5 separate regions of the Mus musculus genome follow, and all the other regions are linked to region 3. The links are chromatin contacts, called in public Hi-C and HiChIP or PLAC-seq maps. All regions are on one chromosome and are shown on one strand. The core of a region is the stretch at or near the end of the contact, and the rest is flanking DNA. Distances in the headings are between cores, read along the strand shown. Region 1 holds the start of Csnk1e (casein kinase 1, epsilon). Region 2 holds the start of Kdelr3 (KDEL (Lys-Asp-Glu-Leu) endoplasmic reticulum protein retention receptor 3). Region 3 holds the start of Syngr1 (synaptogyrin 1). Region 4 overlaps Grap2 (GRB2-related adaptor protein 2). Region 5 overlaps Tnrc6b (trinucleotide repeat containing 6b).

Region 1 (4,896 bases), core at 2,357-4,856, 650 kb before region 3:
TCTGCCAGGACCCAAGGGCTAGGGATGCCAACCCAGCCAGGGCTTTCCCATGCCCCATGGAGACCCAGGTCAGCGGCAGCTGGAAGCCTGCTAAATATATCTCCTCTGCTCTTGCAGCCTCCTGAGCCCTGGCCTGCCCAGCTGTGAAAGAAGACATTCCCCAGACCACCTGAGCTTCCTTCTGGATCCGGGATGACCCTGGAGGCTTGTAAGCCATGCCAGGCAACCAGAGCAAACTCCTGCTCCCAGATCCCAGGTTCTCCCCTCCTCCTCATCCCAGAGCCGCCCCAAAGGGCCACAGCTGGAGGCCTAGCTACTTACCCAGGTAGATGTCTCCAAAGGAGCCACTGCCGATCTTTCGGCCCAGGCGATACTTATTTCCCACACGCAACTCCATGCTTCAACCTTGCTGCGGGAGAAGCAGAAACAGGTCAGAGACAGGACCTCCAGCAGCAGAGGGCCCAGACCCTTCCTCCACCAGGGCTGGCAGGCTCCTCCTCCCTCCCACTGTCTGAGAAGCAATCTGGCTTCACTTAGCTCAAGGGCAGTCAGGTGTCAGGTAGTCCTCATGCCCACACACCTGGGCACGGCCGAGGCAGGTTTAGAACAAGTTTCACTTAGTTCAGAAAAGATGGGCTCTGAGCCAAGGCCCAGGAAGGGACCGCCAAGCAGACCCGATGGGCTACGATGGGCTAAGGCCCTAAATCAAGGACAAAGGGTAAACAACAGGGAAGGGCCATGTCTAGTGTCTTGTGCTCAGCAGTGAATCTCCACCCATCCTTAGAGGTGAAAAGGCCAAAAGTCTCTCCAAAATGCTTTACACTCTGCATACAATCTGGAGACACTTAAAATACCCCAGGGACGTCCTGGACCCCAGGAATCTGATAGAAATGGGAGGAACGGGGTCCACAGAAATAGACCATCCTGAAAGCTATAATAGCCCGTCAGCAAGTTGCAACCTCCAGGATAAAGGGAAGAACGTCAAAGAGCTCCTTGGTACCACGAGACTCCTGAAACCACAGGCTGCCCACCTCTATCCTTGCCTCTGGAGGGCTAAGCTGGCCAGTTCCAGCAGGCCTCATATGAGAGGACCTGATCCCCACTGAGAGAGGCAAGGCAAGGTACCTCCCAGGGCCTCCCAGGCTCTACCCAGGCCACAGAGAACCACTTCTCAGGTCTTTCTGCACACACATCTTATGCGGACTCTCAGGGAGACTTCCTTGAAGACTGGAAGTAAGGGCTTCCTGAGACAGGTCCCATCCCTGTGGGTCTAAGCTGCATAGCCTGCTCCTTCCTCAGATGAGGTGGAGGCCCCAAGCCCATGGATAACAAGGATTGGACCATGGCAGGGATCCCTCTGTACTGGCCTGGTAGAGGTTGGGTACCTGTGTTCCAGGTCAGCAAAACAGAAGACTCAATGAATGGGGGCAGGTTTGGGCTGCTGGGGAATGGGGAGGCAGGGAATAGTAAACTATGAGACAGGGAGACTGGTTCCTTGGTGCCTCTGCATGGTTACACATGAGCTGGTGTGAGGGAACAAGAGGGCACTCCTTTGGCAGATAGATGGGAACCGGAGCCCAGAGTGGCCTTGCTACCATCCCCACAGAAGCTAGCCAATGGTAGAAATCTCACCTAGGACCAAACAGGGGTCCAGCTGGCCCACCTGGTGGCCTCCTACCCAGAACTTATTTCACTCCAGGCTTGAGAAGTAAAACCCTTCGGTGAGACAGTGACTGCTGGCTTGCTTGGGGGTAAGGGGTGCTGACCCTTTCCCTGTGCCAAGCCTGCCCCCAGATACCAGGCCTGGAAGGAAACCAGGAGAGATTCACTGGGGCTCCTCCATCAGCCCCAGAAGCGAGAGAGCCAAGCCAGGAGAGACACCCTAGCCTAGTACTAAGTCCCCGAGAGCCACCACTGTCCTTCTACCAGCCACAAGGAAGTGGCTGCCGCTGGGTGCCAGCCAAACTCTGGGCTCTCCCATCATGGGTCTTTGCCCACATGGCTGAGTTGCCCTGATTGCCAAGAACAGGACTGCATATCTGCAGAAAACCCACCAGCCTGGCACCACAGGTCCACACATGGTCCAGCTTGCTAAGGGCACCCGCCAAGGGGAACATGGGAGTAGAGGCTCACACTTAGGATCCCTACAGGAAAGGGGGGGCTGGCTGTGTACTCACAAACACCCCCCCCCCCCAAAGCCGGGTTTCCACTAACGCCGACTCAGAGACCATACATGGCATCTGGGAAAGCCACAGGTTAGGAAAGGAACATAAATATACTGCATCCTATATTACATAAATACCCACGCCAGGTTATATAAATACCAGTGCCCTCTGTCTGGGAGTCTTACATAAATACACTGCACATGACCCCCCAAGCCCCTCTCCACTCACGGCTCTCTGCACAATCACCAACCCTGAAGGACCCTACCAACGCCAGGGTCTCCCCACCCTGGAGACCAGAGCCCTGGAGTCTAGCGTGTCCCAGCCCTCCTCCACTTAAAAGCCCCCCTCCACCGCCACCCCAAGAAATTGACTTTGGGGTGGGGGCTCCTTCAGGAAATCAGAGTAGCTTTCCAATTCTTCACTCTGTCCCTTACGGGAGGGGTGGGGGAGGGGAATAAACAAAGTTAAAAAAAGGGGGGGGTGGCCATGAGGAGTCAAGACTTCTCAGCTGGTTAGAAAAATTACAACTACAAGCAGCTGGGCACATGGGCAGTCCCGTGTCACCCTGCCATACACACACACCTCCTGACACACACACCACCCACCTTCCACAGGGCCAAGACCCTGGTCAATGAATCAGTAGAATAAAAACTGAAGGAATGCCCTAAACCTAGGAAAGGCGTCCCAAACGCAAGTATTCATTGGAACTGCACCCCCTTCTCTCTCTCTCTAGACCCCCTTTCCAAAGGGAGGCTATGCTAAGAAATATGTGGGGAAACTCTGGACAAAGTAGGGGGAGGGGGTGGCCTAAGTCGCAGCCCTGCCTCTGAGGCGCCCAGGCACCCAGCTTTCACAGGCTTGAAGCACAAGGCTGTCTCGCACACCGCAATGAGAAGCCAAGCGATAAATAACCCCCTCCCTTCTTCTCGCCACAAAGGAAAACAAAGCCGGTGGCCCGGGTGACCACGCACCCCATCACTTAGGACCCCCGCGCGCCCCCACCCTACGCGAGAACGGCCTCGGTGACCCGGAGCCCAGGACACAGAGGAGGGGCCGAGGCCGGCCCGGAACCCGAGCGCCCCCGGGACCCCAGCCAGGCCCCTGCCGCAGGTCCCCCGCCCCAACCCGGGGCCGCCTCGGTGCACCCGGCGGCCTGCGAAGCGCCCGTCCCCTCCGCGTCCCCGGCCGCGCCTTTGTCCTCACGGGCGGCGCCCCCAGCCCTGCGCGGATGCGCGTGTCCGCCCCGCGCTCGCGCAAAAAGAAAACACAAAGAGGCGGAGGGAACCCCGCTTCCCCGGCCCCCGATGCTCACCGCGCCGGGGCGGCCGCCGGGGCGGATGCCAGAGGATTCGCCGGGCCGCGGGCGCGCCAGCCTCTCCCCGGCCCGCTGCGCTGCGCTCGGCCCGGCCGGGCTCAGGCTCCGCGCTCCGCCGCCTCCCGCCGCCCGCCCCCGCCGCCGGCTCGCGCGCTCCCTACCCGCGCGCGCGTCCCCGCGGTTCCCATTGAGCCCCGGGCCCGCCCGCTGATGTCATCCCCCGCCCGCCGCCGCCGCCCCGGAGGATTTAAAGGGCCCGCAGCCCCCGGAGAGCGTGTTCTGACGCTGCCACCCTGGGTGAGGGGCACACAAAACTAAGATTTCCTATACTCAGGCCTTGCCCTATCTCCAGCCAAAGCTGCGGGGACCCCCGAGAGAATCAGCTGAGACTCCTGGCACTGCAAAAGAGATTTAGGGCTCAGTAGCCTGAAGGCTGTAGAGAACACTGGCCAGGGGCTTTGGGAATAAAGCATAGGGACTGAGGGGCGTGGACAAGGACCAAGGATGTGTGGTCAGAGAAAACTCCAGGCAGACACTTTTCTTTGCTCTGTCCTCTGCCGTTCAGATCCACTGTGACAGTCCCTCAGATTCCAACGTAGTTTCACCCATTGAGCCCCCTGCCCCTCACCAAGAACTCACACGTGAGTCAGGGACCCAGAGGTGCTCATTCAACAAAGTCATCCCCCAGACAATGCCTGAATGTCCTTAACTGCAAACGAGGAAGAAGGACCATAGCCTTCCCAGGTCATGGGAGAGTTAATGAAGGCTTCCCACCAGCTTCCAGCTCCACCATGGAAGGTCCCAGCACAAGGCTATTAAAATGATATTTACAGTGGGTCATGCAAAGCTCCAACTTATGACACACCTACATTCTCTCTCTACACACACACACAACTGTTACTGTGGACATAGTACCTCTGATCACCCCGGAAGCACATCTCAGAAAGAGTCACTTCATAATAACCGCATCTTCTCCCCGAGGCTGAGGAGATTGCTGGGAGACCTATAGACCAGGTCCTATCACAGGGCAGGAGGGCAGGATACTGTGGCCCAGAGAGGGCAAAAGGTCTGCCCAGGCCCACACAGCCCAGCAAGATGGCCATGTTCATCTGGTGGACCTGGGGATGCCGATCAGAAGACCAGGAGAATGAGGAGGAGCTGCCTCCAGAGGCCTCTGTGATGGTAAACCGGGCAACTGGCTCTCTCTGCCCAGGTGGTGGACTGAGCATGGCCCGCTTGGTGCTTTTTGGCTTTGCGTTTGTCAATTGATTCACAATTGGCAGGTTTTGTATGACAGGCCCGCATTCTCTCCTGAAGCCTTGGCCACGCAGGGCACAAATCCTCACCAGAGGCAGCTGGTCTGGACAGCAGTCAGCCTCAGTGGTCAGAGCCCAGGCCGTGGGGCCTTGGCAAGAC
Region 2 (4,794 bases), core at 1,480-3,979, 570 kb before region 3:
TGCTCCACCTTGGAGATGGGATGGGTGTGAAGAGCTCATTGCCAAACAGAGAGAGACAGCAGCCGGGAGAAACAGAGAGAGACAGTACCGGGGAGAAAGGATGCTGACACAGGCTTGCAAGAGCAACAAACAACTTGGACCCTTCATTTCTCCATCTGTAAGATGCCAACATAGTATCCATTTCATAGGACCCTCAGGCACGCCAGACACCAGAATCATGGAAAAGCATTCAGCTGTTCTTTCTCCATTTCCCCCATTTAACAGACAGGCAAGCTGAGGCCCAGAGAAGGGGCATGCGCAGGCTCACAGGCACAGTAGCAGACCTTGGATATGGACCAAGCCCTGCAGCCTCCCAGCCTGTTCTTTCCCTTCTGCCCCCGTGATGGTCACTTCTCAGGCCTCCCGACTTTGGCCCGTCCCCCTGCCAGTGTCTCCTGGGAGGAATTAAAGGAAGGGGAAGGTTCAGCCCCTTCCCTGCCTCAGGCCCCGCCCACAGCTGCGCTGCTTCCCGGACAGATGTGTTGCATGTGCTTCGTTCTCTCTGGCTTGAGGAGGATGTGGGCGCTGGAAGGAGATGCCAGCTGGCTGGGTAGCCTCACCTGAGAGATTTAAATAACCACTGCCTTCTGTGGGCATTGCTTGGGGGAGACATCTAGGCAGGGAACTGAGGGCCATTTATTTTCCCAGAGAGCCGTGGTCCATGTACCTCACCTGTCTGACCTCAGGGTCCATTCCCTGCCCCCTGGGCTCTAAGGCTGCACAGGGAAGGGCTGCCCAGTATGTCTAATGTGCTGCCTAGCACCCGAAATATATGCAAACCTCCCACAGATGCGCAAGCCCTTTGGCCCTCATCACAGGAACGCTCCTTGTCTGGTGTAAATTTTTGCTGACACCTGGTCATCCACCTCTCTGGGCTGAGAATTCCAACCCTATGGAGCTGGGCCTTGGGCTCTAGGCTGACACGATGTCCTGTGTGATCATCAGAAATGATAGCACCTCTCTGGGCCCTGGATTCTGTGTGTGGTGTGAGAATGGCAGTGCCCTCCCTACTTGGGCACATTGTTGAGATGGTGTCCCTCAAGCCTATACCGTGCCCGTGTTTTGTGTGTGTGCATCTGTATGTGTGTATGAGTATCTGAGTGTGTCTGTGTGTGCATCTGTCTGTGTCTGTCTGTGTGTGTCTGTGTGTCCATGTGTACGTATGTCTGTGTGAGTGTGCATTTGTCTCTGTGTGTTTTATATAAGCTTCCTCTGAGATTAAAACATTCTATCCTGCTGGGTAGCTCCTTAAGCAGGGAGGTAAACAACAACAAGAATAGTCTCAGGAACTCCCTGAAACTGAGCAGATTCCCTAGGCTCCTCCCTGCCAGAGTAAGCAGGGAGTAAGAAGACTCAGAACAAGAAGAGCAGCCTTCGAGAGATTTAGACCAACTGAGGCACCTGGGAAGGATATTCTCCAACCTGCTGAGCTGCCTGCAGGCAGTGGGAAGAGCTCCAGGTTCCCAGCTTGGTGAGCTGTCACCCATGCTGGGTGGGCTTTGGTGATGCAGCTGTCTCTGAGTCATTCCTGCTCCTGTAAGCAACCCTTCACCCATATTCCTCTAAGTAACTCCAGCAAAACTCATTAATTCATGAAGCTGGATATTGGTACTATCTGTACTTTAGGCTGTCGTGGGCTCCCTATCTGGGGTGAGCAGACAAGTGTGTTTCATCTCCCCAGGAAAGGTGTGTGTGTGTGTGTGTGTGTGTGTGTGTGTGTGTGTGTAGATTCACAGCAAGCTGCCCAGGGTCCCCCATGCTGCACCCCCCAGGCAGTGCTACTGGTCACATGCAAAGCCTCCCAGAACTGCTTTGTGCGGGGAGTAATGGTAAAGCAATGGAGGCCAGGAAAGAGTTGGCGAACACCGTAAGCAACAGATCTTCATCCTGCCGAAGCCTCTCCTGCACACAGAGGGAGCCAGACGAAGCCATTTCTTTAGGAAGAAACCAGCTACAGGAGGGAGGGGGGCTGGGATCAAGGAGAAGGCAGAAAGGCCCTTGGTTTATCGGTTCCATAGCTATAGATTAATAGACCTGTGCCCAGAGAGGATGCTTCACATAGCAATGGAGGCCTCCAGCCCACCTAAGATTCTTCCTACTCTATCCTGCCTGCCTCTATGCCGTGCTTGGAGTTTTTCCTGGTCAGTGAAGTTCTTTCCAGTGTCTTCCCACATGAAGAAGAGGGGGGCAGAAATGAAGGCGGTGGGCATCCCCAACACACTCAGCCTCTTTTACACCATTAGCATCTCCCTTGTAGTCAATACTGAAGCCCAGAAAGGGGACTCAGAGTCAGCCTCTCTCCCCACCGGAAACCATCAACAAGGTTATCTCAGAGCTAGCTCAGGTTATCTCAGAGTTTAACAGGTGATGGCTCCTTTCAGCACCACTTCCCGGGAGTTCCAACCTGGGAGGTCTTCCGCGGCTGAAAGCCTGCTTCCACCACCCAGGGCCCAACAGAGCTATGAAAGTCAGGACTTGAAGTGAGTGCCAGGCCCTGACTGTGGTTTCTGGGGATGAGAGGAACACTTGGTGCCTACGCAGGACCAGAGAGGGAGGGGCTCGGCTTGGGCCAGCAGCGGCTGTGTAAGCTGCCCCGCCTGTCGGCGTGGGGACGTGAGAAGCGCTGCTTCCTGGCTCCTGTCCCGCGCCTGGCCGCCCCGCCACGTCACCGCGCGGCCAAGGGTGCGCGCGGCGGGAGCGCGCCAGCAAGGAGGCGCGGCACCGGCCTGGGGCACCGCGAGGAGCAGGGACGGGGACGTGGCAGCGCCCCGCGCAACAGAAAGTTCCCTGGGAAGTTCTGCGCGACACGGCGCGGGAGCGGCGGGCGGGACCATGAACGTGTTCCGAATCCTCGGGGACCTGAGCCACCTCCTGGCTATGATCTTGCTCCTGGTGAAGATCTGGAGGTCCAAGAGCTGCGCCGGTGAGCGGCGCCCGGGGCGGGGCGGGACCGGACCATGGTGAGGACTTAGGCTCAGAGGGAAGCCGGGCGCGCGCGCTTCCAAAAACTTCAGCGAAGTTTTTCGACATCAGAGGATCCGGGAGATTATGAGGGAGCGTGGCTTCTGTCTCCATGAAGAGCCCTACCTCACGCTTCTCGCCCTATCCTTAACTGGGCAGCTGGCAGTATCACGGCTGCTGGGCGAGGAGTGGAGGGGGACCTTCCCCTGGGAGGAGACCATATTTGAAGTCGCCTTAGTCGTCGAGTCTTCATTCTCTCCTGCCTTTTATTTCCCCAGAGAGAGCCTTTTCCTGCCAGCTGGTGATATCAGCCTGGCCCAGGGATGTGGAGCTGGCTCTGAGTGGAAGGCGTTGGAGGGGCTCGCGATTTGTCTACAGGTCTAGCGGCCTTGCTGGGATGGGAAATATCTGGAGGCTGGGTTGATGATTTCAGTCCCCGGGTTAATAAGAAGCTGCCCATTGTCTTTCAGCCATCTCCGTTCCTAGCGTTCCCTGCCTGTCCCAGGCATGCAATTGAGTGTGAGCTCAGACTCTACCAGAGCTGGGGAGGCAGAGAGCAGCTGAGGGCTACGTGGACAGAGAGGATGGGCAGGGTATGTGCTCAAGGTACAGGGTACGGTGTTGAGAACACCCGTGCAAATACGTAGAAGCCACAGGGCATAGGGCATGTCCTGGGAAGGACACAGGAGGAAGAGGAATCCAGAAGGTAGGATGGACTAATGGTGAAAGGCTTTTTCCGGTCACATTCGGGATCCAGGATGAAGGAAACCATCGAAGAAGTAGGAGCAGAGGCAGAGGCTCAGCAGGTCTCTTGAGACTCCGGAAATGGAGGTTGAGAGCATTTTGAGATGTCACCTGGGAGGCTGATCAGGAGAGGGACTTGGTTGAGTATGGATCAGACACATTTTGGATCCAGTGGCTCTGGACTGAATTAGACGTTACCGGGGGTTTGTAGTAGTCAGTTGCCTGAGAGATCGTCTCTCACGGCCCTTCTGCTTGCTGGGCCTGTGACTTTGCTTTAGAGGTCCGGGGTAGGATTGGGGGAGTGCTTGTTACCTCCTCCCTCATCCTGTGAGGGACACTGTGCCCTGATACCCCAATGCCCTGCCTTAGGGAGCTGACCTACTGAGAGACCAGCAGAAAGCGACAGGAGGAGCAAATCAGTATGCGTTGCTGTAGGCGAAAGAAAAATGGCAGCTGGTGCCAGCCCCAAATGCCAGAGACACACTGGCCACTGTCCCACTGTCCTGCTGAGTTGTGTAGCCTGGGGCTTCTGTTTCCCTATCAGTCAGAGGGACTCACTCACGGTGTCTCTCTTCTCCTGGGCTTCTGGTAGGGATAGTGTTTATGTGTTTATGTGTGGAGCCACTATGGGTAGAACCCTGAGCCTACAAGGTTAAGAGGACTGGAGGATATAGTGGCCAGGTATCCCCCATGAAGCTGCTGCCTAGACTGTCCTAATAGGGCAGGTGCCTCTTTGGCAAGGGCTTGGTGAAGGGGCAACACAGCCAGCCCCACCTGGTCTAGGTCGCCTCCCCATCTGTGTCACCCCCTATAGGAGTTCCTTTATGGCCTCGTCTGTCTCCCTGCTAGGCTCTACTCAGGTCCTAGGTCTTGGTCACATGGCTCCAATCACATGTGCGGGGGATGGGGGGGAGGGGAAACAGGACTACTAGTGAGGAATGTGAGGCCCACACTCGCCTGCAGCCGGTATCTGGGCCCAGTGTTCTTCAGAGTGGGAGAGACCTTAGGAGTCTCCTCCATCATTAAAAATGTCACTCTGACTGGGTAGTG
Region 3 (4,819 bases), core at 2,224-4,723:
AGATAGGATGAATACATCCATCTGTAGCTGACTGACAAGGGCCCATCATATTGAGTGCTTGTGGGAGTCCAGTGGGTGGGTGTTAAGGCACCCAGATGGCTCCTTATATTCTGCTATATTCTTCACGAACTGGTCTATGCCTTAAATCCAACATTGGTAAGAACTCTGGGAGTTTCAGGCCAGTTTGGTCTACAAGTCCCAGGACAGCCAGTGTTGGACAGTGAGATCCTTTTTTTTGTTTGTTTGTTTGTTTGTTTTTGGAGACAGGGTTTCTCTGTGTAGCACTGGCTGTCCTGGAACTCACTCTGTAGACCAGGCTGGCCTTGAACTCAGAAATCTGCCTGCCTCTGCCTCCCAAGTGCTGGGATTAAAGGCATGTACCACCACCACCCAAGCGAGATCCAATTTTCAAAGTAGAAACAAAACAAAATGAAGACACTCACATTTGCTACCTGTGCAACTTTTTTTTTTTTTTTTTTTTTTTTTGGTTTTTCGAGACAGGGTTTCTCTGTGTAGTCCTGGCTGTCCTGGAACTCACTTTGTAGACCAGGCTGGCCTGGAACTCTTTTCTTTTCTTTTTTTTTTTTTTTTTATGGTATGCTTCACAAATTTGCGTGTCATCCTTGCGTAGGGGCCATGCTAATCTTCTCTGTATCGTTCCAATTTTAGTATATGTGCTGCCAAAGCCAGCACTTGTGCAACTTTTAAAAATAAAAAATAAATATGAGGGCTAGCAAATAATAAACACGAGGCACTTTCCATGTCTGATGTCCTGAGTTCAGTCTTTGGGATTCATTTAGTGGAAGAACAGAAGCAACTATTCCCAAGTTGCCTTTAGATTTCCACGCACATGATAAATAGAATGATAGCAAATTAAAAATAGGGGCTTGAGAGATGGGTCTGTAGTTAAGAGTACTGGCAGCTCCTCCAGCACCCACAAGGTGGCTCACAGTGGTCTGTAACTTGAGTCCCAGTGAATCCAGTGCCCTCATTTGGCCACTGTGGGTACTGCACATTTAGGCCACACACATGATGCAGGCAAAAAAAAAAAAAAAAAAAAAAGAAAGAAAAAAAAGAAAAGAAAAAAGAAAAAAAACATATGCATAAAAATAACTAAAATGTTCAAAAGCTTTTAATTAAAAATAATTGGAAAAAAAAAGTCGGGCGTGGTGGCGCCCGACTTTAATCCCAGGCAGAGGCAGGCAGATTTCTGAGTTTGTGGCCAGCCTGGTCTACAAAGTGAGTTCCAGGACAGCCAGGGCTACACAGAGAAACACTGTCTGGAAAAACCAAAAAAAAAAAAAAAAAAAAGGAATAGTTGTTCGCCTAGTCCCTTACTGTTGGCATAGTTTACTCCTGTGCCTGTCTTTGCCCTGGCAGTTCAGATTTGGAGCTGACACTCCAGTGATCTCTCAGCAATACTCTCTTCCTTGATGCTGGCTGGGTTCTTACCTTGTCTTTTCTGCATCTATTTGCATTTCCGTAAGCCTGCTTCTGATACCTCTTCAACTATGTGGTAGCCTTTCCTTTATTTATTTTGTTTGTTTGTTTTTGAGACAGGGTTTCTCTGGGTAGCCCTGGCTGTCCTGGAACTCTGTGTGTAGCCCTGGCTCTGCTGGGATTAAAGGTGTGTGCCACCGCTGTCAGCCATGCCTTTTAAACTGCACGGTCATTGTGTAAACCACATATACGTAGATAGGTTGATTAGTTCATTGATTTCCCGTGTGCCGGGTGACAAGCGTGTTAATATGAGTAATTGGGATTGGAATAAAATCACCTTGGCTAGATTACCAAGGTGTAGGCGGCATACTTGTTGTTGAAACTGCTCCACCCTGTGAATTTATTGTTATGAGATAAATCGTGGAAAGATATGAACGTGTTCATCTATGTGTGCCATAGAACTCAGGACAAGGTACATATGGGCAAGAGGAGGATATTTGTACAACATTCAAGGACTTGTAGTAAGTACCGGTGCTGGCTGCTCAGCCCAGGAACCTCCTGACCACACAGTTTTGTGCTTCAGGGAAAATGCTTTGTTAGATGTGATGGCTAATGCCTGTGATCTCAGGACATGGGACTGTCCCGAGTTTGAACTGAACACGGGCTATACAGTGAATTTAGCAGTTAAGAGCACTTGTCCTTGCAGTGGACCAGAGTTTGATTCCCACACAGTGACCCACAAAGGTCTGTAGAGCTCCAGGTCTAGGGAATCCCACACCCTCTTCTCACCTCCTCAGGCAATGCATTTATACGATGCTCATATGAACATGCAGGCAGACACTAATACAAGACAAAGAGAAAATAAAAATGAAAAAAAGTCTTCCAATGTACAAAGTTATAAAGATCTTCCCTTGTTTTCCTCTAGACGTTTTATAGGATCATAGTATAACAGCTGCCTCAGACCTGAAACTCCATCACAGGGATAAAGCAGCAGGAGGAATAGAAATTCAAAACCCATCCCCCTCCTCCCGGTGAATTCCAGAGGCCGGCCTCTACAAGCCACTCTGTCTCAAAAACAAAACAAAAACAACAAATAAAAACAACGACAAAAGCCCCCGAGAGAGCCGGGCGTGGTGGTGCACGCCTTTAATCCCAGCACTCAGGAGGCAGAGGCAGGCGGATTTCTGAGTTCGAGGCCAGCCTGGTCTACAGAGTTCCAGGAGAGCCAGGGCTATACAGAGAAACCCTGTCTCGAAAAAAACAAAAAACAAACAAACAAACAAAAAAAGCCCCCAAGAGCCCCAAAGGGCCAACTATGTTGGGGTTGGGAGGGGGTAGAGTATATTTATTGACCACCTACTGTTTGTGAGGCCTTTGGATATAAACAAAACCTGACCAGCAGGAGCACACAGACAGAGGAGACAACGGAAGAAATAAGTACATAATTAATTATTGGATTAAGGAAAGGGATCGGGAGCTGTGGTGGAAGGGGAAGGGAGTCTCAGGTCTGTTTTTTTCCCAGCTTTTGCCTCCCTTACAGCGCCTTCCAGGTCAGGGGGCGCGTGCATGACATCATCGGTGGAGCTCGGCGGCTAGGTGGTTCTGGGGGCCCGAGAAGGCTGTGCAGATCTCTTAGAGAGGGTCATTACTGCAGCCAGCGACCTACGGACGCGTTCAATGAGCCACTGTACGATCAAACGGAGCCCCTTCCCTTTATTTGAAGCAGAGAGCGAAAGGAAAGAGGCAAATGAATAAATAAATAAATACATAACAAAAAGAGTTTCCTGAAGAACTACATCTCAGAGGGCTTCCGAAAGCGGGGATGCGGCTGCACTCTCTGTCCACACCCTGATCACGCGCTATTTTGCAAAGAGGTCACCCCGCTGGCTGGGAGCGCGCCCCACACCGGGACCCCAAGAAGCACCCGCTTTCTGAGCGCGAGCTTCGGGGAGCTGCACCTGCCGTGCACGGACGCCCCCTGGCGGGAGCCCCGGCAAGCACTAGCCGAGCGCAGGGGAGGGGGCGGGGGCGCCGCGCACGCGCACGGGTCGGCGGCGCGCGCCGAGCGGGGGGCGCCGCGCGGTGCAGCCACGATGGAAGGGGGTGCGTACGGAGCGGGCAAAGCCGGGGGCGCCTTCGACCCCTACACCCTGGTGAGGCAGCCACACACCATCCTGCGCGTCGTGTCTTGGGTAAGGACACAGCAAGGCGGGCTGGGGCGCGGGGCGCCGGACACCGACGCGACCTCACCTGGCCCGGGCGGCCCTGCTGACACAAGCGGATCACGGCCCCTGTCACCGAGGTCCTCAGTCCCATCGCCGAGACCTCCAGGCTGTCGCTGCTTTACACTTAGCGGCTAGGTTCTCGTGCGTCGGTGGGGACGGAGCCCAAGTTTAAGGCCGCTTATTGGGGGGCGCGGATCAGGGCGTGGATCTTTTTCTAGGGCGCACTGCTGCACCTGCCGCGCGCTTTCGGGGCGAGGACCTGGAACTAGATTTTGTTGCTCACTCTGTACGCTGCGGAGCTCTGAGTCTGGAGCCTGGATTTTTGGGTTCCGTCAAGACCCGCATCTGTTTTGCCGCGTGACCTTGGGCAGGGAACCACCCCAAAAAAGATACGAGGGATTCAGTTCGGATCTGGGTGGGGAGCGTCACCTCTTATGTCATGCCTCAGTTTCTCGATTTATAGGGGTGGGAGGAGCCAGGCCCCTTTGGGCTCTGACATTTTATGAATCCGCAACTCTCCGATCCCTAACAAACACCTGAGTGGATTCTAAATGTGGTCTGGAGAAAGGTTCCTTCCATGCAATAGAGAGCAGAGAAGTCTGTTTGTTCGCAATCTTTAGCCCACCTAGTCCGTGCAGGTCCCCCAGTGCTGAGTGGGGCTCAGCTCAAACCTGGGGGGTGGGGCAGAAACATCTTGAAGGAGTGGCTCAGGAGGCCTTGCACCCCAGGGTGAGGAGGCCTGTAGGCTCTGGGGTTGGCTGGCTTCATGGAGGGTCTTGCCCCTGTAGATCTGGGGGTCCATTCCTGTTGTGCTAAGACCAGAAGAGCCTGCATTGGTGACACGGGTCACGGACCCCTGGGGGCTAATAACCGAAGTCAGCTGTGACCCGGGCTTGCAGAGGTGCCCTCCTTTCCTCGTTTTCAGGGCCATTTCAGGATCTGATGCGTGGAATGGCTTGAGATTAATTCTGGTCTTACGGGGATCTTTTACGTTTCCTTCTTGTGGGGAGCCTTGTTTCTGTTACTCTTCATGGCCGTGCAGCCCAGCTATATCCGCGAGGGTTTGTGACACCGGATTTATTCATTCTTGGCCCTCCCCAGCTCTCAGATGCCCCTGCAGGCCCTAGGTAAAACGGGAACCCTGGAGGCACCTG
Region 4 (5,001 bases), core at 729-3,228, 550 kb after region 3:
TGGCAGAAGCTGCAGCCACCGGTCACCTAACCCAGTGTGCTTGACTTTTTTGGAACATTCCAGCCACTGCCGCCCTGACCGTATGGTGTCTCTTCTACATCTCTGTTTCCTCTGTAAAGGTTCATCAAACCTAGATCCACTTTTTTTTTTTTTTTAGGTAAATGACCTCGAAGTGCAGGGAATAGCTCACAAAAGAGTTAAGGAAGTTGGCTGCAGATGTTGCTGTTAGAGCTGCTGAGCTCCAAGTGTTTGCAACATCATTTCCTGGGCTCTTGGCAGTCTCTGCTGGACATAACTGTCAAGCCCCTGAGGCTTCTGTGTTAGTCCAAAGAGCCTGAGCCCCTGGATGCTCCTGGGGAAAAGTGCCCAGCCACTGGCATCTCAGGAAGGGAATGGGTGCCCAGGCCTTGTCTCCCAGCCTAGCCTGATGCCCTGCCTCCATGCCTCCGTGCCTGCAGCAGCTCTTCTTACCCCATGCATTCTCTTCTCCTGGTGGCAGGCGACTTCATCCCACCGGGAGCCAATCCCACACAGCCCCACATGGTACAGCAGCAAACTTCCATGATTCAAGTTTCCCAAGCTAGAGAGAAACTTCTGGAGGGACAAGAACAAAGAGAGCAATTACAGAGCAGTGGACATTGCTTCCCTGGAAGCAGTTAGCCACCATTGCTAGGTTTTAGAATGCATGCCAGGGCTGGTAGGATGGCTCAGCAGGTAAGAGCATTGACTGCTCTTCCGAAGGTCCTGAGTTCAAATCCCAGGAACCACATGGTGGCTCACAACCATCCATAATGAGATCTGACACCCTCTTCTGGTGCATCTGAAGACAGTGATAGTGTACTTATTTATTATAATAAATAAATCTTTGGGCTGGAGCAAGAAGGGACTAAGTGAACGGGGCCAAGACTGGAGTAAGTGGGGTTGTCCGGAGCAAGCAGAGGTCCTAAATTCAATTCCCAACAACCAGATGAAGGCTCACAACCATCTATACTGCTATGGTGTGTACTCTTATACATTAAATAAATAAATAAATAAATAAATCTTTAGAATGCATGCCCCAAACCCTGACTCACCGTCCCTGGCCTCCTCCCTCAAGTCACCTCTTTTCCATGTCCCTTCTCCCTCCGCACCACCATCACGTGTCTCAAAGAACTCTTTTTACCCTGTCTTGCAATAGGTGGTTCCATGAAGGCCTCTCTCGACATCAAGCAGAAAACTTACTCATGGGCAAGGACATTGGATTCTTCATCATCAGGGCCAGCCAGAGTTCCCCAGGAGACTTCTCCATCTCTGTCAGGTACTGACAACTAAACCCGCCTTGATCCTTCTCAGCCTGCTGAAGCCAGATCAGCCACTGGTCAGAAACATGGTGGCATCTCTTTAACTACTGGACTATTTCTTCCCCAGAACATGTCTCCTCAGCTCCTCCACATCCTGATTTCTGTTCAAAATGACCTGTGTAGTGGTCATACATATCTTTAATTCCAGCATTCAAGAGGCAGAGCCAAGGCTGATCTCTGTAAGTTCAAGGCTGGCCTGGTTTACATAGTGAATTCCAGGATAGCCAAGGCTACATATTAAGAACAAGTTGAAGAGAAAAAAAGAAACAAGTGTGTATTTATCTGTTTCCCTGTCCTGCCCAAATATTTTCAGAAAGCAAGTTGATATGTTTTGTATGTGTGCTCTGGACAGCGCCAGACACAAGAAGCATCTATGGAAGTAGGAGAGGAAGAAGGAAAGGACCTCCCACTTGGCTATCTCTTAACCTTGTCTGTTTCTGTCAGTAGATGGCTGAAGAAAGGCCAGAGGAGAGCAGAAATCCCACGCTGCTGCTGGACCCAGAGCGAGGCTGCTTTCCCCCAGCAGGGTCACGGCAAAGCCAAAGCCAAATCGAAAAGAGCAGAACAGAGATGAGGGAGGCCCCCGGTGAGGGGGATCAGAGAGAACTTTGACACCGTAACCCTTGCACCGCTGCACCTTACAGGAAGTGACTCAGTCCAGGCAAGGATGTGACACAGACCTAAGCTGAGAAACCCCAGCTCTGCGGGCAGTGTGTGTGGTCAGCATGTCAAAGACTGCAAGTCAGAGACTTGACCACGTAATGCAAGAAATGCAGCTCTTAGCAGAGGAGGCCAGAGCCTACACAGAACTCACACCCCTGCCCGGTGAATTGACAGGCAATGCTACCCCGCCTTAGTTGATAGGTTTCTAAAGGTGTGAGGCTTTATTGCTTCTATTGAGAATCTAATCTCTGGTGATAAACTGGCTGCTTTGTTTAGAGAGAGAGAGGAACTTTTAAAGCATAGGCAGGAAGGACTAATGGGCCAGTTGTCTCTAGGCTTGTTCACCTCAGAGTGTACTTAATGTCACAACCTTGTCACATTGTCTCCTTAATGTCATCAACTTTGACATCTTGCTAAAACAAAAAGAATATATATATATATATATATATATATATATATATTGTATGTGTGTAAGTGAATGTGTGTGTGTGTGTGTGTGTGTGTGTGTGTGTGTGTGTGTGTGTGTGACATATGTGGTAGCTGGGGCACATATTTGCACATGTGGAGGTCAGAAGATATATTTAAGGAATTGAGGCTCTCCTTCTACCACATGGGTCCCCGAGACTGAACTTGGGGAATCAAGCTTGGTGGACGACACCTTTACCCACTGTCTCAGTCACTGATCTGTTGTTGTGAAAAGATACCACAACCAGGCAACTCTCATTAACAAAAGCATGTCATTGGGGGGTGGCTTCCAGTTTCAGAGTGAGTCCATTATCATGACAGGAAGCCTGGCAGCGAGCAGGCAGACATGGTGCTGGAGAAGTAGTTGAGAGCTACATCCTGCTCTGTGGGCCAAGAGAGAGAAAGAGGTGGAGAAGAAGGAAGGAGAGGCACCCCAAGTGGCACACTTCCTCCAACAAGACCACACCTCTTAATCCTTTCAAGTAGTGCCATTCACTGGTGACTAAGCATTTAAATACATGAGCCTATGGGGACCATTCTTATTCAAACCATCACACCCACAGAGACTTGTCACTAGGTCTATGCTCCTAATTCTCCTTAACTAAAATTTCATATGTCGGGCAGTCCTAAATATTAGCTCAAGCCAATATTAATATCCCAAAGTCTAAACTCCTTGGATCTTCATTAGAGAAAATTTGGTCTATAAATAAGCCAACCAACCCTATTTTTTTTTGGTAAAATTTTGTGTGTATGGATTTTGCATGTATGTCTGCATACCGTGTATATGAAGTGCATGTGGAAGGCAGAAGGGGGCGATTGATTTCCTGAAACTGGATGCTGGGAATCCAACCCCAGGTCTCTGGAAGAGCATCCTGTACTCTTAACCACCAAACCAACTCTCCAGCCCCAATCAAACTTGTTTTTAAGGGCCTTGGTCTCAAGCTGCACCAAGCAATTTGTTGGGCTGAAGTGCATCTTTTGGTGCCTTTGAGTTTAAGAAACTTGATCTTGACTTTTTCAGCTAGGAATTATGGGTCATATTCCTTGACTGACATGAATTATATACAATGCTTAGCCTAGACTTCTCCCAGAGTCTTGCCTGGTATTGAGACAAGGCAACTTCTCGTGATCATTAGAGTACTTTCCACACTATCTTTTGAAAACATGCACTATACATCCCAAAGCAAAACCACTTCTATTTATTCTTTCAAATACTGTATGGCATGGACATAAAGGGCTAAGAACCCATGATGGTTCTTTTGCTAAGATGCGAGTCTTTTATATCTGGAGACTTGAGTCACATCCTTTTCTTTACTCTCCTCAATACCAGTAGGTCATCCAACATTATAGACACAGATGTCAAGCAGCAACGTGATATTCATTGTGATTGCTGAGAGGGACTGGGTGAATAATTATTATACACAAGAAATACTTCCTCTCCTATGAGTTAAGATGCTGTATCTTGAAGAAAAGCCAGTTAGTGTCCAAACTCCTAGGGAAGACTAGCAGTGATGGCCACGTGTCAGTTTCTACCCCAAATCAGCTGGGCAAGAAGTGACTAACCTTTGGCTTCTCTTGACTATGAACAGAACCCAGCTTAAAGATGAGAATAAAGGCCAGAATCCCTGTTCCCCCCAAACACAACCCCCCTAAAACTATCCCTGGGAATCCCCTACTTACCTTCAGAGGAATTTCTACTCCCCAAAGCCCTTTACCTCTTGACCTTCCTGCTGGAACCAGCCATTGACAGCACCAATACTCATGCAGCTATAACATGTGAACATACGTCTGTTTGGAAAATCAAAACAAAACTTGATAGCCAGGACAGAGTGACTTAGCTGTGGAGAAAGACCAGAGCTGAGAGTAAAATCTATCCCCTTATTTTCAGATGGTTCATCCAATTACTGCAGACCCAGTACAGATTGTGCCTGACCACCTGAGATCCTGACTGGTAGCAAAAGGCACGTATCTAAAAGCAGTCAGCATAATTTCCCAGCCCAGCTGGAATCAGACAGTGTTCTTCTTCAGGTTGGCTACCTACTGACCTAGACTAAGCCCTTGGTCCTCTCTCAGTCTTGGAATCCTTTCCTGTAAACCAGGAAAGGCCAAGCTCTCCTCAAGGTCTTTTCCGGTTAAAATCTACAACTCTGTGTAATGTGTTTCCTCCCAAAGTACAAAGTACAAAGTTCCTCCTTACAGTCTTATTTATACAAAACATAAACTAAGACCAGATCACCATGATCTCATTGCTTAGAGGGAAAAAAAAAGTGATTAACTCCTTAGGGGAAAGAATAGCTTCTTGCCAGTCAGCTCAGCTCTACATTTAAATGAGATGGGTCAAGCCATTTCTAATAGCAGGGTCTTTTTTTTTTTTTAATCCTCTTCTGCCAGTCTCTAGCAGAGGACAGAACTCTGATGTTGCCCTCTTTCAAATAAACAGTATGAAAGGTCTCTGATTACTTACTCTTAACTGGGAACAGATCTGGAGAGATGACTCAGTGGTTAAGAACATAGAGCCCTGGCAAAAGATCCC
Region 5 (5,308 bases), core at 2,021-4,520, 720 kb after region 3:
TTAGGAACCAAATTCAGGTCCTCTGCAAGAGTGTAGTGCTCTCAATCACTGAGCCTTCTCCCTCACCTAGCATCCCATTCCTAGTATTCTTCTCTAAAACTTACACTGTAGTGAAGCAAGCTGGATTTGGTATTTCCTGAGTCACCTCAATATTTTAATATGCTAGTCCCCAGCTTTAGGTGTCTTGTGTTGTCCTGGAACTTACTCTACAAACCAGGCTGGCCTCAAACTTAGAGACCCACCTGCCTCTGCCTCTGGAGTGCTGTGTGTGTGTGTGTGTGTGTGTGTGTGTGTGTGTGTGTGTGTGTGTGTGTGTGTGTGTGTGTTTGTGTGTGTGTTTGTCCCCTGGTGTTTTCCTGGAACTTACTCTACAAACCAGGCTGGCCTCAAACTTAGAGATCCACCTGCCTCTGCCTCTGGAGTGCTCTGTGTGTGTGTGTGTGTGTGTGTGTGTGTGTGTGTGTTTGTCCCCTGGCCTTTGAACTGGATTTTAAAGAAGACAATTTTGGAGCCTTGAGTGACGGTTCATGCCAGCAGTCCTAGCACTCCAGATATTGTTGCAAGAATAAGGCCTTGTCTCAAAACAAAGGGAAGGGAAAGGAAAAGAGGGAGAGGGAAAAGGGCATGCTAAACTCCCACATAAGTCACTGGTATTAAATTTGTTAAGTCAAATTCACCACGATTATCATCTCAAAGTAAACAATATTAACAAAAAATGTACAGATAATCTCAGACTAAGAGGCATACCATTAAATTGAATATAAATTTATGATATAGCAATATAAAGAAACCTACATTGCTTACTTTTTTTCTACCTTCCCTCTATTGGTCAGCATAGATGCTCAAATTTAGTATTTGGGAACTGCATCTTAATTACAGGTGAACTCAAGATGTATCACAGTTAACTATGTGCTTGGTCGTTTTATTAGCCTCACTCACAGGAATAAACCTTTTTTCAAGTTCTAGGACTCCTTTCATTCTTTCTTAGTGACTAAAATAGTGATTTCATTGAGTCACACTTAAAAAAAGTTTTTTTGAAGGAAATTACAAGCCATAGATGTAACTGTAGAACAGTGACTGCTAAGAGTACACAGTCCTCAGTGCCACAAGAACAATGCTATAGGTTTTTTTAAATTACTTTGCTCTGTCTTAAATAAACAGATAATAGGGAGCAGATAACTATTAATGTTTGTGTAAGACAGAAAGGGGGACAGTGAACCCCATTACCTATGGAGCAAGTAGAACCTAGAGAAAAATGAGGAAACTGTGGTAGAGTTGATCTGACCCGGCAAGCGGTGATTATGTAAGAATGGCAAGTGGCGGGCTGCAGCGATGACTCAGTGGGTAAGAGCACCAGCTGCTCTTCCAAAGGTCCTGAGTTCAATTCCCAGCAACCACATGGTAGCTCACATGGGATCTGATGCCCTCTTCTGGTGTGTCTAAAGACTGCTACTATGTGTTCATAGACATTACATACATACATACATCTTTAAAAAGGAGTGGCAAGTAGATTGTTAAGTCATATTACAGACATTTCTTTCTTTTTGTTTGTTTCATTTATTTTGTTTGCATGTGTGCACACAGGCAAACATATATGTCTGCCATGGCATGCATGTGGGGTCAGGGGACAACTTACAGGAGTCAATTCTAGGGATCCAACTCAGTTGGTGAGGCTTTACAGCATGTGCCTTTCCTGCTGGACTGTTTCACCAACTCAAGTTTTTATTTTTGGGACATGGTCCGTATCCCAGGCAGGGCTCCCGATTTCTTTCAGTCTCAGCTTCCTGAGTGCTAGGATTAAACACTATATCTTATGTATGGTTTAGCTGGCCTGCTTGTCAGCCTTTATGAGTTATGGATAATGGCATGGCAAAATTTCTAACATACTACGTTTTAATTTTAATTTTCACCTTCTACTGTTGTATTTTAAATGACAAAGTTTTTAATTCTGGCAACTGGACATCAATTGTCGCTGTATCCCTCTGAAAGATAAAATGTTTCTTGTATTCACTCTACTCCAGTAACTGAGGCCCTAGCTAGCAGCTCACTGGCCTACTCTGCTATGCTGACCCTATCAGCACTTGGGGGGAGGGGGTCCTTCTCAGCTACCCTAAACTTACAATCCTTCTGCCTGGCCCTTTCCAGGACTTAGGCATAAATGAGCTTCTGAAGTCAGGGCTGTTGTATGTGCAGTTGGCCCAGAGTTGGGCCAGTCACAGTGCTGGGTACCTCAGCTTTTTTCTAAGGTACTGACTGGGGCAGTGATACCTTCCTCAGGAAGTTGCTCTAGGGGTTGTCTGAGTTTGTTTTGAAGTGTTTAGCATATTGTTGGCTCTCAGTTTTTGTTTATTAGTGTTTCAGGATAGTGTTGTTGGATAGCATTGGCTATCTGGAAGAGTTGTTTAGGTTTTCTCCCTGTTCCCATTTATTTTTGAGATAGTATCTTACTTAACACTACAGATCAGGCTCCCTAGCTGGAATTTGTGAGTGACTCTCCTACCTCAGTCTCCTGAGTGCTCAGATTACAAGCATATACCACCTCAGCCAGCTAGAGCTGTGTCTTGATGTGTTTTATAATTAAAGAACAAACAACAATAACAACAACAAAAAACCCTGGATTTTGCCAGATGGTGGCACACACCTTTAATTCTAGCACTTGGGAGGCAGAGGCAGGTGGATTTCTGAGTTCAAGGACAGCCTGTTCTACAGAGCGAGGTACAGGACAGCCAGGACTACACATATGTGTAGAGCATATGTGGCCCTACTTAGCCCTGTCTCAAAAACACACACATAAAAACTGGGTTTTAAAGAAAGCAGGGGTGTGTGTGTGTGTGTGTGTGTGTGTGTGTGTGTGTGTGTTTAGCTTGCTTGAACTGACATCCATCTGAGGAAGTGGAGAGATTATGGATGGACAAGTCACAGAGCAAGAGGAGTGACTGGGCAGCAACTAGAAACATGAAAAGACTGTTTTCTAGAGGCTCTTGTGACGTGAAGTCTGCCTGGGAGAGTGAGGACAGGGGTGTGGTGTACATACTCCAGGCCCGGGAAGAGTCAAGCCGGGATCTGGGGAAAGAGGTGTACATTAAATTAAGCTTTGGGACATGGTCTACATTTGCTAGATGGTTAGTGTAACCTAAGGAGACAAAGGAAGGGGCTGGAGCTAGAGCAAGCTTGGGAGCTTTCAGTTTATGCGAGACAGATGAGAACAGGAAAAGGGCTGGTGCAAGAGAAGCCCACACAGGAAGTTGGGAAGCGCTAGGCCAAGGTAAGCCCTCTATTGCCGAGTGCCTGTCTATCACATCACCTTCTCATCTCTTCCTGCCATTACTTTGAGTAGGCTCAGAACCAGAACTTGTTCTGTTAACTAGTACCTACACAGCTTCCGATACCCAGTTAGTTCTCAGTGTTGTTGAGTGGGTAAGCGAGTTTATTGAGTATTGTATGTATGCAAGGAGCTTTGCTAGTATCTAGGGATAAAGCTGTGAGCAAAAATGGAGTTTTAAAAACCCCTGCCCTTGTTAGACTTTTATTCTCCTGAATGAGAATGCTGTCATTAAAAAGTGGACAGGGCTGAAGGCATCATCCATAAACTGAGCCTGTATCCCAAAAGGCACTTGTTAAAGTTACTAACTTGGAGCTGGAGAGATGACCCAGCGATTAAGAAGGCTTATTACTCTTCCAGAAGGCCGGAGTTCAGTTCTTAGCACTCCATATTGTATAGTTCACAACCACCTGTAACTCCAGCAAATCCAATACATTACTTCTTCTGGTCAGTCTCTCCCCTCTCCCTCCCCCTCCCCCTCCCCCTCCCTCTCTTTCAATTTGGAACCTGGGAAAGATTACTGGGGGGAGGGGGAGTGTTCCCCCATTCACTTGTAGCTTATCTTTTTGCTACTTTGTGGGTCGTTTCTTTTAACCTTTTCCACCCCCTTTCTTCAACCATTTCAACCCCTAACACTAGACTAGAGAGGAAAGGAAAGAGATCCTATAATAGCCTCAGGGGTCAGAAAGAGGGTGATGTTATCACTAAACTATTTCCTGTTAGTTAAGGGCACCGAGTTCCTTGGGGCAAGTTTGATCTTTGCAGTCAGGATATCTAATTTTTTCTTCTTCTGTTCTTTCTTCTTTACTCACAACTACTTAACAAACTGCAACAAACCAACAACCCAACAACCTCTCAGGGTCCTAGCATTTATATACCCTCTAAAAAGTCCCCAGTATTCCAAATGTCACATAATCACAGAAACTATCTGCAGCTGGCAAAATTACACTCCTGCTAGAGCATGAGGCAAATCATAGTCAGCTGCTATGGGCAATTTGAAGCAGCCCCATATCCCATACCTAGAATTAAACGAAAAACATATTTCTATAATATTTCTGTGTCTTTTAAAGAAACCAAAATTCTCACTACATTCACTGGCTCTGTTAAATAGGAGGTGGAGTGTTAAATAGAAAAAGGGAGGCAGAGGAAGACGATATTTAAGAGTAGCCCCTCTCCCTGCCAGAGCCCTGTTGAGAAGCGGGCAGGCTCTACTGGTAATTGCTGTGGACATGTAGGGTTCTCTGCTGGTGTGTCAAGGTGAAAGACAGTTGGGGTTATCTGAGTCCCAGTGAAGATCTGCTTGAGAAGATCTGCATAGGATAAGTGGGGTTGGGATGTGGGCATGTTCATGGGTGCTTAGGCCAAGTTTGGAATAAACTAAAAACCAGTATAGGAAACAGCCTGAAAGAAAAAGAAAACTAGGTTGCCCGAGGTAGAACTTCATATATTAGAAGGATAAGCTGAAGTGATTCTATCTTGTAATTGTTTTGTGAACCAGGCAGGCTGTTTCTAACAGATCTTTATATACTATAGATCCTTTGTTCTTACCAAAGATCTGGTGAGCTGTGCTAAGTGGTTAGATAGGAAGTGATCCTAACAGCCTTAGCTGTTGAGTTTGGGTGCTTAAGCACTGATATTTGGTGATGGGGGAAGGTGGTTAGAAGGAACTTCTCTGGCCAAGGAACTTTGCAGTGGCGTATTAAAATTTTCTGAACCAGCTTTTCTTATATCAAAGTAATGTTGAGAAGAATGGGGAAGGGGACCATAGGCTGTCCCCTCCCCCCAACCACCTCCCACCCCCGTTTTTAAAATATGTATTTATACTTTGTTTTCTTTGAGATAGGATCTCAACTATGTAGCCTTGGCTAGCCTGGAACTCACTATGTAGACACTCTCAACTCAGAGATGAGCCTGTGCCTCAGGAGTACTAGGATCTAAAGCCTGCACCACCACTCCAGGCTCAGTCTGCACTTACTACAACAGTGA

What was found. A called contact is a pair of places that touch in the nucleus more often than the background predicts. HiChIP or PLAC-seq counts read pairs in DNA pulled down with a chosen protein or histone mark.
Region 1: an H3K4me3 HiChIP or PLAC-seq map of bone marrow-derived macrophages shows a contact between it and region 3, with 2.9 times the contacts expected there. The contact joins the promoter of Csnk1e here to the promoter of Syngr1 in region 3. A contact is called at or near these places in 2 of 115 datasets of contacts at active chromatin or transcription factors (bone marrow-derived macrophages and large pre-B cells).
Region 2: a contact with region 3 is called in an H3K4me3 HiChIP or PLAC-seq map of pro-B cells, with 3 times the contacts expected there. The contact joins the promoter of Kdelr3 here to the promoter of Syngr1 in region 3. A contact is called at or near these places in 2 of 39 promoter capture datasets (liver and pre-B cells) and 2 of 115 datasets of contacts at active chromatin or transcription factors (large pre-B cells and pro-B cells).
Region 4: a contact with region 3 is called in a Hi-C map of the N1E-115 cell line, with 5 times the contacts expected there. The contact joins the enhancer-like site here to the promoter of Syngr1 in region 3. A contact is called at or near these places in 3 of 39 promoter capture datasets (the 3T3-L1 cell line and hippocampal neurons), 3 of 484 Hi-C or Micro-C datasets (B cells, the N1E-115 cell line and myocytes) and 5 of 115 datasets of contacts at active chromatin or transcription factors (the NIH/3T3 cell line, bone marrow-derived macrophages, embryonic hindbrain and 1 more).
Region 5: a contact with region 3 is called in an H3K27ac HiChIP or PLAC-seq map of trophoblast stem cells, with 5 times the contacts expected there. The contact joins the enhancer-like site here to the promoter of Syngr1 in region 3. A contact is called at or near these places in 6 of 39 promoter capture datasets (the 3T3-L1 cell line, 3T3-L1-derived adipocytes, the HPC-7 cell line and 3 more), 1 of 484 Hi-C or Micro-C datasets (muscle stem cells), 5 of 115 datasets of contacts at active chromatin or transcription factors (the SCID.adh cell line, astrocytes, bone marrow-derived macrophages and 2 more) and 2 of 9 other capture datasets (adipose tissue and liver).

Annotation. Positions count from the first base shown.
Region 1 is chr15:79,438,451-79,443,346 of GRCm38.p6, forward strand. Csnk1e (casein kinase 1, epsilon) reads right to left here and starts at 3,607. Exons shown (of 11, transcript NM_013767.6): 1 at 3,478-3,607; 2 at 322-409. The coding sequence starts at 397.
Region 2 is chr15:79,513,679-79,518,472 of GRCm38.p6, forward strand. Kdelr3 (KDEL (Lys-Asp-Glu-Leu) endoplasmic reticulum protein retention receptor 3) reads left to right here and starts at 2,730. Exons shown (of 5, transcript NM_134090.2): 1 at 2,730-2,962. The coding sequence starts at 2,872.
Region 3 is chr15:80,087,861-80,092,679 of GRCm38.p6, forward strand. It overlaps Syngr1 (synaptogyrin 1), which reads left to right and starts at 3,474. Exons shown (of 4, transcript NM_207708.1): 1 at 3,474-3,632. The coding sequence starts at 3,534. Gm31134 (predicted gene, 31134) reads right to left here and starts at 3,974. Exons shown (of 2, transcript NR_168675.1): 1 at 3,691-3,974; 2 at 2,873-3,151. Gm24204 (a small nuclear RNA gene) reads right to left here and starts at 693; the gene lies at 587-693.
Region 4 is chr15:80,637,268-80,642,268 of GRCm38.p6, forward strand. Grap2 (GRB2-related adaptor protein 2) reads left to right here. Exons shown (of 8, transcript NM_001289442.1): 4 at 1,178-1,297. Among named protein-coding and RNA genes, the nearest start is that of Mir6957, 6.3 kb to the right of the region's middle. Within about 2 kb of position 1,979, at least 80 of the 459 cell types and tissues checked have an H3K27ac peak or open chromatin away from gene starts, as enhancers often do. A contact at or near this core is called in the N1E-115 cell line, bone marrow-derived macrophages and pancreatic cancer cells, where this site is marked.
Region 5 is chr15:80,811,766-80,817,073 of GRCm38.p6, forward strand. The region is part of intron 4 of Tnrc6b (trinucleotide repeat containing 6b); the gene reads left to right. Among named protein-coding and RNA genes, the nearest start is that of Tnrc6b, 100 kb to the left of the region's middle. Within about 2 kb of position 3,271, at least 85 of the 459 cell types and tissues checked have an H3K27ac peak or open chromatin away from gene starts, as enhancers often do. A contact at or near this core is called in the HPC-7 cell line, the SCID.adh cell line and trophoblast stem cells, where this site is marked.